Regions from separate parts of the Mus musculus genome. Here regions 1 and 3 are each linked to region 2. A link is a contact called in public promoter capture Hi-C data. All regions are on one chromosome and are shown on one strand. Each heading gives the region's core, a stretch centred on a gene start, on an enhancer-like site or on the middle of the called end of the contact. The rest is flanking DNA. Distances are from core to core; before and after follow the strand shown.

Region 1 (3,371 bases), core at 175-2,674, 790 kb after region 2:
AAAAATTATAACAAGAAGATGGCTGGTGGCAGCATTCACTTTTAATCCCAGCATTTGGGAGGCAGAGGCAGGCAGATCCTGAGTTCGAGACCAGCCTAATATAAGTTCAAAGTGAGTTGAAGGACAGCCAGAGCTACACAGCGAAACCCTATCTCAGAAAGAAAGAAAAAAGAAAGAAAGAAAAAGAAAACTTATACAAGAAAACATAAGCAAATGCTGCTATAGCTTAGTGGTCAAAGATTTTATACCTGGGGATGCAACATGCATGTGTGTGTTTTTGAATCATAGTGACATTAAAGATGTATAACATAGTCTCTCTTGTTCTCTTGCCCTCTTCCCTTCCCTACTCCCTTCCCTATTCTCTTCCCCCTCTCTCTACGTGGTCACAGTCGGCCTCTACTTCTCTACTCTCTCCCTCTCCCTGCCTTTCTCTGCCTCTACTACCCTCTTAGCTCCCCTCCCCGTGCCCTGAATAAACTCTATTCTATACTTTAAAAAGTATAAAATAATAAAAGACACTTATAAAGTTAAATGAAAAAAAATCAATTTAAGCATATCACGAATTTGTAAACATAATTACAACATACATGACACCAAATTAAGAATCTTAAAATGTCCTCCTAGCTAAACTGAAAAGGCCATTCAACATATGAAAAGATGTTTAATATCCCTAGAGGAAAAAAAAAAAAATCAAAGTTAAATCAAAGTATTTTTCTCGGTAGAAAGATTGTAATGACAAAATTCAGTTTTAGTTGGATATGCCAAAAGAAACTAAAACTGTTGACAGAAATGTACGTAACACCATATAGTATTTATATAATATATACCTCTATATATTACCTAAATATAACTATATAATGACAGAATCTCTCTTTGTAGTCCTGGCTGTCCCAAAACTTGAAAGACAAGCTGATGACCAAGTTGGCCTCAAATTCCCAGAGATCTACAGGCATTTCTGCCTCCCAAGTGCTAGGACTACAGGAGTATAGCGCCAATGCCCAGCTTGGAATGATCTTTGTAAATATACTTTTTGACTAAGGAATTATACAGAAGTTATTTTTGGTCGTGAGCCTAAGCTTTACTGGCTGAGCCATCTGAGTGGTGATGGGTCACACCTTTGATCCAGTGCCTAGAAGGGAAAGGCAGGAGGATCTCTATGAGCTCAAGGCCAGCCTAGTCTACAGAGTGAGTTCCAGGAAGCCTGTCTCAACAGGCAAAACAAACAATAAAAGTATTTACAAAGGAGACATTAATTACAATGACAACACTACTTATAAAACACAAATATTTATAGGACACTGAATAAATTAATATGATTGAAATAAGGAAAACTAGCACCAACTAGTACAAACATACATGTATATATCCTGAAGGATCTAGAAATAGAAACACTTGCCAACCGCCTTTGGGGAGTGAGGGTAGGGCTGACGATTGCTCTGAATGTGCTTAGCTACATCCCCAGTTCTTTGGGGGAGGAGATATGTCTCACTATATAGCTCTGGCTGTCATGGAACTCACTGTGTAACCAGGCTACCTCTAACTCAGATCTGTCTGAATCTGCCTGCCTCTGTCGCCCAAATACTGGTGTTTAAAAGGCATGCACTACCACACCTGGCTTTTCCCAGATCATTTTTATGTTTTCTCTGAGACAGTCTCACTGAATGGCATATACTGGTTCTCAACTTGCTCTGTAGCCAAGGTGGGCCTTTGTAGAAATGGCTGTTTTGTAGAGACTTTATAATCTGTTTATCAGGAAAAACGTCAAAGTCATAGTATGTATTTTAACCCACATCTAATTTTATCTTACTTAAAAATCATTAGATTTTATTTGTATGACTATTTTGCCTGTATGCATATATGTGCAGTATATGTATGCCTGTTGGATACCCTGGAGTTACAGGTTATAGATGGTTATGAGCCATTGTGGGTGCCAGAAACAAGTGCTCATAACTGTGCACTCTCTCTCTAGCCCTTGGTCTGGGTATTTAGCACAGACTAACCTCAAACACATGACCCTCTATCTTCAACTTCACAAATGCTGGGATTACAGCTGTGTACTATAATGTCTGGCTACTTAACTATTCATTTGAGAAAGTAAAAGTAAGATAAATATATCAAATTCTACTGACAAATGAATTTAGTTTTCCAATCTGTAAGTAACTAGTCCTCAGTATCAACACTCTTACCAAACATAAGAGTCTGAGTTTGTGCACTATAACACTGTGGTAACCATTCATTACAATGTGCTCACTAAGTCAACTTTTCTGCCCTACATTCAATAAATATCCACTAAGGTCTAAAGTCTTTAACTAAACAAAGGCAGGTTAGGATATTTGAATAAATCTTTCCCTGGAAAGCAAATTTAAAGACACGACACAGGCCAGGGATATAGCTAAACCCTTCAATTCCTAGACACCACGGATAAACAAACACGGCTGGGTGCATGCCTTAATCCACAACAAGTTCCAAGCCAGCATAGTCAAGACTTTTTATCAAAACAGCAATTTTTAAAGGGGCAGGATAAATATCTTTAAAGAATATACAAACATCAGGGATGTGATAAAATATATAGGATCTGCTAGGACAAAACCTAAGAGCACATGATAAATAAAACATCAAAGTCATATATGGCACCAAGATGTCAAGTAATCTCTGGCCCAAAGCCCAACCAAGTAGAGAGCTCAACGGGAAACACTTTCCACTGCAAGGTGGGCCTCCAATGCAGCAATTCTTAGGGAAACAGTAAACCAAGAGAAAACTTTCTTCTAGCCTCATGGTTTCAAGGAAGTTGCCTCGGCCATGTAGGGAATTGGGCTTAGAAAGTGTTAGGAGAATCCAAACCAATTCTTTGACAGCTGAAACAAACACCAAAAATAAACCAACCAAACAAATATGGGCCGGGCTGGTGAGATGGCTCAGCAGGTAAGAGCACCCGACTGCTCTTCCAAAGGTCCGGAGTTCAAATCCCAGCAACCACATGGTGACTCACAACCATCCGTAATGAGATCTGACTGTCTCTTCTGATGTGTCTGAAGACAGCTACAGTGTACTTACATATAATAAATAAATAAATCTTTAAAAAAAAAAAACAAATATGGGCCTTAAATGTGATGAGGTTACAACAGAAAGCTAAACTCTCTAGAAACTAAAAAACAAATATTCTCCCTCAAAGAACAAATATATCTTCACAGTCAAAAATAATTTTTCAAGAACTCTAAGTTATACATCATTAGAAAACAGTGTAAAGTTAAATAAAACCACAAAAAAAAAAGAAAAAATGAGAGCAGAAACTATAAAAACCTCAGATGCCAGAATTATCAGATACTGACTATAAAATCATGTGTTCAAGATTTAGAAAAATAAGAGATCAA
Region 2 (3,413 bases), core at 126-2,625:
GTTAATTTCCATCCTTGACAGCTGGGGCTGGCAGTGACAGAGTAGGTAGCTGGGAGGTGGGGGAGGGAAAGTGGAGCAAGAGGCTGTTCTATACCAGTACCAATAGCTGGCTCAGCCCAATCTCAAGTCCCTTAGAAGACATAACATGCAATTCTCATTGCTTCTCTCTAATACTAAGGAAACCAAGGCCCAGAGTGGGGATAGAAGTGGTCCAGGCTCTTTGGCTCTTAGGTCAGACCCTTCCCCCAGGGCACTCCATGATAGACAAGAAAGGTAGCCTACAGGACCCTTGGCCCAACTGAGTCTCACCATCCTTGCGATAGTAGAGGATGTCCACCTTGCACTCTTCAGCCCCAAGCAGGGCCTGCGCCAGGCGGGACACAGCACTGCTCGGAGTGTTCGGGCCAGTGAGGAAGTCACAGGTACAGGGTCGCTGCATCACCTCCACACGGGAGTAGCCGAAGAGTTCGCAGAAGCCATCATTGCAGTAGATGATGGCACAGTTCTCCATCTGTGCATTGGCAATCAGGAACTTACGACCTGGGGTGGGAAGAAAAAGGTAGGAAGACCGTGGCAGCCAGGAGTGGGTAGTTGGGAGAGAAAGATTACAGGGACCGGTGGCAGCCAAGGAGGGGATTTATACACAGGAGCAGGCAGGGGCCAGAATGAGGGAGGTGGAGGACAGAGCAAGGGAGGGTGGAAGAACCAAGAGTCCTGGGGAAAGGTCATTCCTTCTGGGAGCACAGAGGGGCATGAAGGAGGCAGGGAGCAGAAAAGTAGGGGTGTGGGAACCAAGCTTGGGGGCTAGGGTCAGTAGAGTGGGAGGAAGACCCCAGAACTCCTGGAATAATAGTTGGGATCCAGACCAGAAAGCAGGACTGTGACCAGGGAGTCAGACCTGCTCTGTGGGTGAAAAGAAGGAAGTCAGGCAAACCTCTAGGAGAGGCATGAATGGTCTGGAGGGGTAAGTGGGCAGTGACTGAGAGGGCAGGCCAGGGTTTGTAACACCAAGAAAACTGCTGTGAGCAGGTAGAAGAGTGGCATTATGCCCAAGACACAGCACATATGGAGGAGGTGTTGGGGACATCAAAACGAAAGATTTTGTATTCAGAATCTACCCCCCCCCCCAGCCCCCAGCCCTGCCATTTCTTTTACCCCATCAGAAGTTAGTGAAGAGTTTGGCTGCTCCTGCCATCCAACCCGTACTGCAGAGAGTCCCCCACACCCCCAAACCTCACACTTACTCTGGCCCTCAAACTTGCGGATGATGGTGTCCAAGTAAGTGTTTTGGGGAGCAACGTGGCCCCTGCGGACTGGCATCTTTCTGTAACACCACTTGCTGGGAGTGACCGGTGCCCTGGCTTCTGGCGTCTCCGTCAGTCCTGGGGCTCAGCAGCGTCGGGCTGGGGTGGGCGCCGCCCCCGGGGAGGGCTATCGGGCCCCGCCCGTCCTCCAGCGTCTGCCCTCCCCGCCCTCTCTAGTCCTCCCGCTCCCACGGCTCAGCGCTCCTCCTCCTTCCACGAGGCTTGCGCCCGGGAGCTGTCCGCGTCGTGGTGCTGAAATAAGCCAAGGGACGTGACAGGCAGACGGGGTTGGGGTTGGGGTTGGGGGTCAGGACAAGAGCAAATTCTGATCCATAAGGGGCTCTGAATCCTAGAGAGAGGGGCAGGGGTCCTGAACCTGGGATACTCTGAAGAACTTCTGCTCATGTCCAAATAGACAGAGACCTCAGCATCTCTTTGGACCCCTTTTGATACTGAAGTAGTTTTCCAGGCAGAGGAGGGCAGAAGTTGTTAGGGGCTTCAGATAGTTTTTTGTTGAAGGCTGTCTTCAGGGATTTACCGCTGGGACTGACTGTGGCAATGGGGCACTTAGGCCCCTTGCCCACAAATGGCCGCCACCTATTAGCAAGTGACCACTGGTAAAAGTGTCTGTGTACTGATTAAAAATGAACACACTTAGAAAAAGCAAATTGGGGTGGGGTGAAGTTTATTGAAAAAAAGGGGGGTTTTCTGAGAGGAGAAAAGAAGGGCCACAGTTCATTAAGCACCTTGGTGGACTTGGAACTTTGCAGAGGGTCCCAAGACCAATTTTGAGCCACATTTTAGTAGCAAGCATTCAAAATGAAACATGCACCTTCGGAAAAGGCCCAAGGGTGGTGTCAATGCAGAGGGGCTGAACTGGCCAATGGAGGAGGTGAAAATGCAGGAGAAAAAAATGACAAGCAGCATCCAGTGCTAGTTTGAACATCCAGATTTAATTGATGGACAGCTACGTTTTTAAGAAGTCTGAGGTTCGGAAGGAAATTTGAAGGCCTTTGAAGCAAATATTCTGGCAGAAATATAAACTTTACAAAGTGGATGGGGGGGTGGAGGGGGTGGCCAAGGAGGCTCAGTGAGGTTTCCACTGAAGTCCAGGTGAGAGGCTTAGAGTCCTGGGCGGGATGTGTCCTTGCCACAATACCTGGTGGGGGACCTTGGCCACAGTGGTTGAGAGATGAGAGGGCTGCCAAGTGTGGTTTCCTGGGGGGGCAGAGATGTCTTGGCTGTCCCTGAATGTGGGGAGCAGGCTGGCTGTGGAAGAGAAGTGGGGACAGTATTTCCTATCCAGTCAGTAGCATGGGCTTACGCAGTAAGACATTCATTCATTTGCTTATTCATTCAAGCATTTTTCTGGTCTCCACATTACAAAGAGTAATCCCGACGCATGTTGAGCCTTATGGACCTAACATCTAGTAATGAGGACAAACAACGGCATTATAGCAATAAATACACCACGGGATAATTCAGAGGTATCAAACAATAGTGCTGTAGAATCTGATCCTGGAGTAGAAACTGTTTAGAACTAGGAAGAACATGGGGAAGAGATCTAGAGACCCGGGCAGAGAGAGGGGTCACGGAATCCCTTTCTGTTAGCCTGTCTCCTCAGCCTGTGACTTTAGTATTCAGATCTCTAAGAAAAGCTGGTCTCATGTTTGAGCTACCTGGTGCCTCTTCCCTGTGACTTCCGGTTATAACTTATTTCCCTTCAAGCCTTCCCTATTTCCTGTCAGGTACTGACTCCCAGGCTTCCCGGGAATCCTGGAGCTTCAGCTTCCACTTAGCTGTAAATATTGAGTATGGTATTCCTATGGTCAGAAGGCAAGGCAGAAAGGGCTAAAAGAGTAGAGGCAGAGGCCCCTCCCCCCTTTCCCAAGATTATCCTTAGAACATCAGATCCCAGCAACCCCCCTCATGGTATCTTCTCCCAGTTCTCCCTTCCCCCACTGAGCCTGGAAAGGTGCTGTTTGCCCTGCGCTTGCTCTCCAGGGCAACGGGCCAGGCAGCAGGTGTGTGTGTGTGTTGAACAAGGCCATCTCCGGAGCAGAGTGACTAGAGATGAGCTTTGTTTAAATATTAAAGAAGTTGATCATT
Region 3 (3,473 bases), core at 300-2,799, 610 kb after region 2:
AGCAACCTCCCTGAACTCAGTGATGGAGCTGAGGTGTGGCCTACTCTACCAGGGAGACAGTAGGGTTAAGTTGCTGGGTATTGGCTATACCTCAGGGAAACATTGGTCCCCAGTAACACCCATCCTATGAAGCCTACTCCCAGTGTAGTGTGTGTTTCTAGGCCTCGTAGCTCTGTGAGGACAGTGCGTGGCCAAAGAAACTTTCACTTTAGATGTGAGAGGCATTGTGACTTGGTTATAAAAAGCTTTTAAGTGTATTGGTTTGTCAGTGAGGTCATCCATTTACCCAGCATGTTTAGGAATACAGCCAGGCTGCTAAGTTTCACACTGATAATAGCTACAATATGAAGAAGAGACTGGTCAGGCAACCAAGGGAAGCCAGATGCAACCAGGGACCATTCCAAGGGTCTGTGGGTCCAGGGAGGAATGAGAACTGCTTTACCTGGAACAAACACCAAGAAAACAGAGAAGACATGAACTGGCTGCCACCTTGGTCTCAGTGAGAGTTGTCTGAGTCAGGTTGACCTGTAGGTGTGTCTGCGGGGAACTGTCTTGATGTGGAAAGACTCAGCCCCCTATGAGAGGCACCATTCCCTAGGCACTGGGTCCTGAACTGTGTAAGAGTGAGGCTGAGCTAAGCATAAGTCAGCATCCAAGTGAGCATGTGTCCATTCATTCCTCTCTGCCCTCGACTATGGATGACGAGGTCGTCTGCCTGGAGCTCCTGCCTGGTCGCTTCCCTGCGGTTATGGACTGTAACCTGGATGTGTGGGCTAAAATGAACCCTTTTCGCACTACATTGTTTCAGGGTATTTTATCATAGCAGCAGAAATGAAACTAGGACAGAGGGATTGCAATGTTTAAGGATGTAAGCCTGGGAGAACTTGGTGAGTTAGTTGTGTAGCTCAGAGCTCAGAGGGGAACAAGGCTACAGACAGCAGACATCACCTGCCTCATACTACAGATGAACAAACAGGTTCTGAGACTATAAGTCGCTGATTCAAGGTGACCTAGCTGGCTGGTAGCAGGCATGAGGCAGTCAGTCGGAATCCTGCTGCCATCAGGCACACACTGCCTCCATCGAGGCTGGCAGTTAGAAAGTGAGGTTAGTGAGCAGTCATTAATTTCCCCTGGATTCCTCTCTGGTCCACCTGCCTACCCCCCCCCCAATCTTTTGGTTCTTCTCTGTCCCCACGAACCCACCAGGATCTCTATCTCTCTCTCTCTCTCTCTCTCTCTCTCTCTCTCTCTCTCTCTCTCTCTCTCTCTCTCTCTCTCTCTCCTTTCTGCAGCAGAAGAGCCAGGTTAGGGTATGACCAAAGGCCAGGGGAGGGGTGGGAGGGTGCAGCTGGAGAACTAGGGGAGAGCGCTTGCTGGAAGGGAGACCCTGCGGGCCACCATCTGTTGCTGCCAGAACAGCTCATTTGGCTGGCGGTGGGAGCTGAGAACCGGCAGAAGCTTCCAGGCGGTTGCCTCAGGACGCTCGCTCACTCTCAGGAGCTTGTCTGGGAATCACTTCCCTACATCTGCCAGGGCTGCAGGAAACTATTGCCTGGAAATGGTTGGAAGGTGACGCCACGTTGAAGGGCTCACTTCTTGTATGACTCAGACCTGAGCAAGATGCCTCCTGGGCAGGAGCCAGGTCTCCTTACACCTATGACACCAGACACAGCGCGCCCACCCCAAAAGACCTACCAACCCCCCCCCCCCATCTTTTTTTGGAGTTTTTATTCGTCCACAGACTTTTTGAAATGTCCTCTTCCCGTGAATGCTGCTTCCTGACTGCTTTCTTTCTTTCGTGCAGGTGACAGCAGCGAGCAGCCCCTGTTCTGTGTTGAATATTCCCCTTACTGCTCCGTCTTTGCTTTCTCCCCAACCCAGCAGCCCAATACCAATTACTGCTGCCTCCTTCTGCCCTTAGTTCCACCAGCTGCCCAGGGGGCCCAGAGCCCTTCCACTTCCCTCCCTCCCGCCATCTTTCCCACCTTCTCCACCCCGCCCTCAAGCCCCCTGAGCCCCTTGCTGGGGTCTCCAGCATCTCTCTGCTACTTCCCTGTCTCCCAACCGACTCCAGCCGAGACCCCTGTGCTGTGTCTACCAGGCCCCAGAAGGCCCAGTAAAATTTACCTCATATGGTAAGTCACCCCTAGCGAGGCACACAGCACAAAAGAGTCAGAGAGTGGGGGACAGCAGAAGGCAGGTGGACAGGAGCAGGCCAGAGCAACACCAATGGGGTGTGGTGTGCAGGGGGACAGGAAGAGGAGACAGCGCACTGACACTTCCCTTGATATGGGCGTCTACTAGTGGAAAAAAAAAAGGAGTGAATGACCAATAAAATCCCATCATCTCTGGAGATGCCTCTTGATTTCTGAACTCTTGTGTCGGACACTCGTTGGAATATCACCATCACAAACCAACAGACTCTTCTGGGTCTGATGATACCCTTGGCCAAGGGTACCCTACCCCAGGAGCATGACGCCAGGCCAGTGGTTCTGAAAGCACAGCTCTGAAACTGAAAAATCTAGCCAGGACCACGCTGAGGAGGGACAAATTAAAGGGCGCAGTGGGTATTTATGGTTCCCTTCCCAGCCTTCTTATTAGGCTTTGCATTTCCTAAAATCGAAAATTCCCACCTCCTGAGTTCCAAAATAAAACATATTTATGGCACATAATTAGGCTTTAATTAAGATCTCCTCTGGGTATGTGAGACAACATACACTTCTAGCACACTCAAATAGGCAAATAGACACGACCTATTATTTGTGCTGTACAGAAAGCTGCCTATTAAACCCAGGCAACATCGGCTCTTGCCGCAAAGCTGTAATTCTTCCCGTGATCCAAAGGGAGCAAATAAGTTCCAAAGAGGCATCGAGCAGCGGAGTCTCAGCCCCTCTTGGGCACTCGGGACAGCAGTGAAGGTGGTCCTGGGAGAGACAGAGATTCAGGAGTCCATTTTCCTCTCTCCTGCTGTTTTTGCATTGTGCCTGCCAAGCATCGGGTCAGTGTTGAGCAGGTGACATGAGGAGCTGGGCAGTTCACAGGTGCGTGGACTTGATTCTCAGTTGTATGAATATGAGACTTCTACTCTTCTCCCTTTCCTGATCATATTATGAACTACCAATGACAACTCCCTGGCAGTATCAACAGAACCCAGGGCAGATAGATACCTTTTATGGTTCCCAGGTTCATGGATGTTTGGTCCTGGAAGAAGTCATGGGCTGTGTATTGTTCAGAACAAAATACACGCTTCCTTAAATCCACTGGATGAGATAACAGAATTTCCTGGCAAAGAGAATGATCTTCTTTGCCATTAGGTAGAAGGCATGTCTCTCAGTTGAGCTGTCTAGTTGAGCTATTCAGGTTTCCTTCGTGACTAATATTTGCACCATGCCATGATAGGGTCCCATCCTAGAAAGGCCCCAACAGCCTGCTCACATAGATGAAGGGATTAAAAACCTGATCTGCACGACATC

What was found. Promoter capture Hi-C pulls out the DNA fragments that hold promoters and counts their contacts.
Region 1: a promoter capture Hi-C map of the C10 cell line shows a contact between it and region 2, with 3 times the contacts expected there. The contact joins the enhancer-like site here to the promoter of Kcnh6 in region 2. A contact is called at or near these places in 7 of 39 promoter capture datasets (the C10 cell line, cranial neural crest, embryonic stem cells and 4 more) and 1 of 9 other capture datasets (embryonic stem cells).
Region 3: a promoter capture Hi-C map of trophoblast stem cells shows a contact between it and region 2, with 4 times the contacts expected there. The contact joins the enhancer-like site here to the promoter of Kcnh6 in region 2. A contact is called at or near these places in 6 of 39 promoter capture datasets (the 3T3-L1 cell line, embryonic stem cells, hippocampal neurons and 2 more) and 1 of 9 other capture datasets (macrophages).

The regions. Positions count from the first base shown.
Region 1 is chr11:105,215,729-105,219,099 of GRCm38.p6, reverse strand. All of the region lies in intron 6 of Tlk2 (tousled-like kinase 2 (Arabidopsis)), which reads right to left. Among named protein-coding and RNA genes, the nearest start is that of Tlk2, 36 kb to the right of the region's middle. Within about 2 kb of position 1,424, at least 10 of the 459 cell types and tissues checked have an H3K27ac peak or open chromatin away from gene starts, as enhancers often do.
Region 2 is chr11:106,006,110-106,009,522 of GRCm38.p6, reverse strand. Kcnh6 (potassium voltage-gated channel, subfamily H (eag-related), member 6) reads right to left here and starts at 1,375. Exons shown (of 13, transcript NM_001037712.2): 1 at 1,245-1,375; 2 at 310-540. The coding sequence starts at 1,320. It overlaps Ace3 (angiotensin I converting enzyme (peptidyl-dipeptidase A) 3), which reads right to left. Exons shown (of 15, transcript NM_001101453.3): 15 at 1,973-2,573. The region is part of intron 2 of Gm35971 (a long non-coding RNA gene); the gene reads left to right.
Region 3 is chr11:105,400,532-105,404,004 of GRCm38.p6, reverse strand. The region is part of intron 5 of Marchf10 (membrane associated ring-CH-type finger 10); the gene reads left to right. Among named protein-coding and RNA genes, the nearest start is that of Gm39417, 48 kb to the left of the region's middle. Within about 2 kb of position 1,549, at least 14 of the 459 cell types and tissues checked have an H3K27ac peak or open chromatin away from gene starts, as enhancers often do. A contact at or near this core is called in trophoblast stem cells, where this site is marked.